Linked DNA regions of Pan troglodytes: region 1 is linked to region 2. A link is a contact called in public Hi-C data. All regions are on one chromosome and are shown on one strand. Each heading gives the region's core, a stretch centred on a gene start, on an enhancer-like site or on the middle of the called end of the contact. The rest is flanking DNA. Distances are from core to core; before and after follow the strand shown.

Region 1 (2,984 bases), core at 47-2,546, 720 kb after region 2:
CTTGGAGATAGTGATCATATTATTCCAAGTCTTCTCTTTTCCAAGTTAAACATCGTAACTTTCAACAGTCCTGCTTCATATGGCATGTTTCCAAATCCTAAATTTGTTCATTCAACAAACATTTACTGGGTCCCTGCACTGTGTCAGGTGGTGATACCCAGATGAATAAAGCACCACCTCTGCCCTCAAAGTCCGTATAGTCTATGCCCTAGCCTGGTGATATCCCCTTTATTTGCCTAGGATAAAACAACATGTTTGGTTGATGAAGTCTGAATTGCATCTACTTTTCTCGATTGCCACAGCGTACTGCCAAGCTTGCTCAGTGCCAAAACTCACATAGCCTATGCTTAGCCATATCCTTCCCTGCCTAGGCTTTTGCAGTTTGGTTTGCAAAGCTTTACAATTTTTCCTGCTGAATTTTATTTTCAACAATTTAGACTACCAAGCCCCAGCTATCAACAATTTTTATACATTTAATATGTTTGCTTTTATTCCAAATGATATGGCATGTAGTTATCAAATAAAAATGTTGAGCAAGGGGGAGTCTACGATGGAGCCCTGCCGTATTTACCCACATACAATCCAGTGGTCCTCAAATTTGTCCACAAGGCTCTCACAAGGAGCTTTTTCAAATGTTTCCCCAAAGTCTTGCTTCTATGTCAATTACATTTCCCTAATTATTGGTCTAAGGATTCTCTCAAAGGAAAAACTGAAGATGGAAGTAATTGCTTGTTTTTGATGACCCCTATGTTGGTTCTTAATGGTAGCTACTACATTCTCCAGGGATTGTTAAACCAGCCTTTCACTTAAAAAAAAAAAAAAATCTGAGTATTTGAGGGTGGAGGGAAAAGTACTAGAATTAAGAGCCTTGGTAATGTGTTTGGAACATCTCCTTTATTCCTCTTAGAAATCAGCCTGGCAACTCCAAATTCTCAGTTTTTCTGTCATCTCTCTTGCTTTCTCGAGATTTCTCCAAGATCAAGGATTACAGTTCAGTCATTTCAATTGCAAATCCCTTCTGCAGAAGTAAAGGTCAGGGTAGAACTCTCTAAAGCTGACAGGAAACATCCCTTGCCTCAGACAAGATCATCCTAATTAATAATAATCACAATAATATTGTGCTCTGCATTTTATCCAGGGACACCTGAACAGCAGAATGCTTTATGAACATTATTTAATTAAGTCTTATGACAGTCCCGTGAGGGGAACTGGGAAACTGAGAGATTGGCTTAATCTCTGCCTAGGTAAGGAGACCTGTCAGGAGGAGCAGGGCAAACATGCAGGAAGAGACAGGCTGGGAGGTTAAGCAGAGAATGCGGATTGATAGCAGATGTGCATTTAAACCTTTCTAACCATCTATGCACCTGGAGGAAATACCTACATCTGAATCCTTCTGAGGTGCTCCTGTGGAGTTTTATGTATGTCACTCCAAAATAATAGCAATAGTCTACATAATTCAGTGATTTTAAATTCACTAAAGCAAATGCTTGTTAAACAATATTTGCATTTTCTCTCTCTTTTGCTCTCCTCCCTCCCTCTCTGTGGCCACCTCTCTGGGGCTCAAATTTGTCAGCCACAAGACTGACTGAAGTACAAGCAAGTAAAGCAAATGACCACATTCATTGTCCATGACAAACCCAAACCATATTCCATCACATCCCTGTGGTCCGGAGCCTCAAGATCTAGCCTGGAGAAAGCTATTTCAGTGTCATCAAGGGCCATTCCATTCTTGACCCGGAGGGACATGTGACACCCAGTACACTGCATGGACACAGGCTGGTCTGCCCTAGAAAACTAGATTATTTAAAGGACTCCCCTAAACACCTAAGAAAAAAATACAATAAACAGTCCAACCTTTTTGTGAAACTTCCTTGAGAAACAAAGTGTGTGTGATATTGGATACTGACAAAAAATAATAATTTGCATCTTATTATACTTAACTTAAATATAACATATGGATACTATTTTTTTTCATCATGGGGACTTTTGAAATAAAACTATTACCTTCCTGAGAAGTACTTGGTAAACTAAATTGCCTAACTTAGCATACAACCACAAAATCAAGGTGTGTTGAATTGAATTAAAATAAGTTTAATGAAATGCCCTTTCCCAACGGAGTTTTCTTCCCTGGCACCTCACCACCTCCTAGCACTCACACTTTCAAGAAGTCTCGTAACAGGGTTCCCTGGTTGTGGTTCTCTTCTCCTGTATCCACACCTCACACTTACACCTCTGTGGACACAATGAGAGCAGAGAAAGGAATAACTTGTTATTGAGATAAGCATCAGCAAATGATCATTTGGATTACTGCATAATCTATGTCAGACGTAAGCCTGGGATGTCATCACCTGCACTTTGTGGGAAATTGCCATAATTCTCATTTTCACATTTTCACCATGGAAGGAAGTCAGTACAGCAGGCATCACTGGGCTCAGCACATTTAAAACAGCTTACACCTATTTTTCCGTTATGAATTCCTCATATATATATTTGAACATAGAGAGAAAAAATACATATACATTTAAATATATATTTAAGACATATATATACATATGCATATATATACACATGCATATGTATATATACACACACATGCATATATATATATATACATACACACCCCCCATATATATTCTCACCTCATCCATCTACTAGCAACACAGATTGCTTCAGAGATGAGGAAATGAAATGCTATTTTTGGAGAAAAGACTGATCTTTCATACAGATTGTCCAGAAAATGACCCAGCCTGCCACCCATTCAGACCTCAAGGCATCCAAGTGCTGCTTTGTTCCAATGCTTACATCTATTCAAAGTTCATACTCCAAGATTAAGTGAGCTTCCCTGAGCCAAAAGAAAAGGCTTCACTGGCATTGCTGCCGATGCCATTCTCCTTGTGTCTGCCGTACAGGAGAGAAAGAATGAACCTAGGCTTTTCAAAACGGGCTGCCCAATTATATTTTTAAAAAGATGTTTTGCTGACATC
Region 2 (2,873 bases), core at 259-2,758:
CTTATGTTTAAAAATTAAATTAAAAATCTGCAGAATTGTTTATTCTGCAGTTCATGAAGCTTCTCCTTGGTTTTGATTGAATCGACGTCCAACACGGTTGTCCGGAGCCCTGTACTCAAACAGCGTCCATCCCTGTTCGCGCAGAGCTGCACACAGCAGTCCTGGATTTAAAGACAATCACCCTTTGCAGATTCACTCTCACCAGGCTTAATAACTTCCACCCCAAATTGCCCCATCCCTCCTCGGTCCCTCCTGGCATTTCTTTTCTGTCCCAGGCGCAGAGATCCTCTTCTGGGCGTCTGTTCCGGCTATGAGAAGCTCTCCGCACCCTGAAAGGGAGTAGAAAAACAGAGGGGATGGGAAAGGGGGAACAGGGGAACAGATGAGTATTCATTTCATGATAAAATTCAGAATCCCTGCGCCTTAAATGGTGCCCATTTTCTAAGTCTGGTTAATATTGTTCTTGTTGCTGATGATGTTTTCCTTTTTAAAAACTATATGAATCATCTTATTCAGAAAAATTATACAAAAAAAGAAGAAACTCCACATGCACTAAAATATTTTTCACTATCTCTTTGAAGACATTCTGCTTAAACCTTTTCAAAGATTCGGGTGGCCCTTTCTTGACTCTCCATGATTAAAACCACTTACAAGTCATACACAACAGATGCAAATATAAAATGTCCTTGGCCTCTGCAAAAAAGGCTCAAAATTAACCTTGTCTGAACGTGTGCGTACGTTGCTTCCAACATCTGAAAAAAACTTGATAAAATGGAGACTCCAGCCAAGAGGAATGGTGCATGGAATCCGTTGAAAATGCATACAAACAACACCTAAAATAACAAGCAGCACAAACTGAGGTGTATTTAAGTTTCCAAAGGTTTTAGGTAAAATGACCAGAAAATATTAGAAATGGTCATTAACGGTGGCTAGCTTTTTTGTTCTATGGTGACAGAGATAAAGTTAAAAAAAAAAAAAAAGTTGTGTAGCCATCAACACAGAGATAGTCCTTAAAATCCCCCATATCCAGCCTTTCAAAATACTCTCTTCCGGAACATACATGAATAGGAGGGAGCTTTTGTGTTTAAAAATCTTGGTAAGTGTCCCCCTTTAAAATCTACATAGAAAATAGGGGACTGATGGCCCCTGGTTTCTCATTATGAATTGCAAAGACTTCAGTTATTGGCTACAATGATGTGTCATTTTCGATATAGAAGTTATAAAATGTATATATTATATTAATCACCCTGAACAACTCTTTGTTAAATGCACATTTGGAGTCTGCAGACTGTGTGACCCAGAGGTGCTTATATAACTATACGTGGGTGTCTGGGTGTAAATACGGGTTTATGATTTTTATAATATATATGTCTGTGGGTTGCATCTAACTCCTGTGTGTGCAATAATGTTTTTTCTCTTTGCTGAGGCTTACTTGTCCAGCCTATTGTTTGAGACAACAGATATAAGTTGCGATGGGAGAGGAGCGTCGGATTTGGTGTGTATCCCCCATTTCCAATTATAGATGGATCATTACAGACAGCGGAGTCCTGAGAAGCCAGACATCTGCTCCTCACATGAATGCACTCACCTCCTAGAGACCAGGCTGCCATCATGCTCTGGAAGCTCGTGGAGAATGTCAAGTACGAAGATATCTATGAGGTGAGTCGACACCCCCAGATGCATCTTAGAGCTTTGCAGATAGAGAATTTGAGCTTCTTGATACCCCAAATGATATATATTTTTAAGCTATTTACTCGTAGATTTCCGGTCGGTTTTCTCAGCTTTCTTTAACTTTTAGAAAAGCTGGCTAGGGAAGACTTCGCTGCTCTGAAAAGGGACTTTAAGGTTGAAGTCTGACAACTTTAATTTAGGAATGTTTTTATTTATTTTATTTTTCTTTCCCTTTTCCTCGCCTCCCCCCACCCCACCCCACCCTTTTAAGCTCTGATGGGGAATGTGGTGCTACTGAATGTGGGCACGCTGTCAGAGAAAATCGAGATTCTGATAAAGTCAGGGGCTTTTCTCGTTTTAAGTGTGGAAGAGAATTGGGTTTTCAAGCCTCATTTGTAACAGACTCGGGCTTTTAATTTTTATTTTCAATAAAATTTCTGAAATTGATAACAAATGGTTCCAAGTAGAGGACAGAGAATTAGCGGGAAAGAGGTAGATGGCTGGAGATATGGATGGATAGAGCAAAATAGAAGAAGTCGTAGCAGTTTATTATTTTCTGTTTTCTTGTGTTTTGCTTCCTTGAGGGTCACTGCGTCCGAACAGAAATCGCAGCCGCCCCCTGTGTGGGCATCTTTCACGGAAATTTCTGCCCACGTTCAATGCGTACGGGTCTCTAGCATTGAGGCTAGCTCAACTCTTCGGGGCAGGAGAAGTTGCGCCCAGCCAGGAGGACGCCAGCCGCCTCCGGGGCCCGGACCGCGCTCGCCAAAGCCCTTTTCCGGCTCGGGCAAGGGCTGACGCGGCCAGGCGGCTCCGCTACTCGCGGGCGAGGCGGACTAGGCGGATGAGGCGGCCGAGGCGGGCGAGGCGGGCGAGGCGCGGGGCGCGCGGCGGGCCAGGCTGGGGACCGGGAAGCCCGCGGAGCCTCGCTTTTAAGCGGAATGGCCTGGGACAGCCCCAGGTGGTTGCCAGGGGAAGGGAGGAAGGGAAGGTTCTGCTGAGACGTCGAGGTTGGAAATAAAAACTTCGGAAAGGCGAAGCGGATTTAGAAAAGGAGGGAAGTCGAGGCGGGCGAAGCGGGCCATGGAGATTGCTAAGAGGAAAAGTTGGAGAGAAAAGGAAGGAAGAGAAGCAGACTCCCGGGTGGCGGGCGCGGGCCGCTAGGTCAGACGAAAGGTGGAGGGATGCAGAGACTCCCCAAA

The links. Hi-C and Micro-C count contacts between places; a contact is called where the count stands out from the background.
Region 1: a Hi-C map of induced pluripotent stem cells shows a contact between it and region 2, with 2.4 times the contacts expected there. The contact joins the enhancer-like site here to the promoter of TFAP2B in region 2. A contact is called at or near these places in 2 of 7 Hi-C or Micro-C datasets (induced pluripotent stem cells and stem cell-derived neural progenitor cells), 1 of 1 datasets of contacts at active chromatin or transcription factors (stem cell-derived excitatory neurons) and 1 of 1 other capture datasets (stem cell-derived neural stem cells).

What each region holds. Positions count from the first base shown.
Region 1 is chr5:57,383,750-57,386,733 of NHGRI_mPanTro3-v2.0_pri, forward strand. No RefSeq gene overlaps it. Among named protein-coding and RNA genes, the nearest start is that of PKHD1, 560 kb to the right of the region's middle. Within about 2 kb of position 1,297, at least 3 of the 24 cell types and tissues checked have an H3K27ac peak or open chromatin away from gene starts, as enhancers often do. A contact at or near this core is called in induced pluripotent stem cells, where this site is marked.
Region 2 is chr5:56,666,265-56,669,137 of NHGRI_mPanTro3-v2.0_pri, forward strand. TFAP2B (transcription factor AP-2 beta) reads left to right here and starts at 1,509. Exons shown (of 7, transcript XM_016955661.4): 1 at 1,509-1,659. The coding sequence starts at 1,579.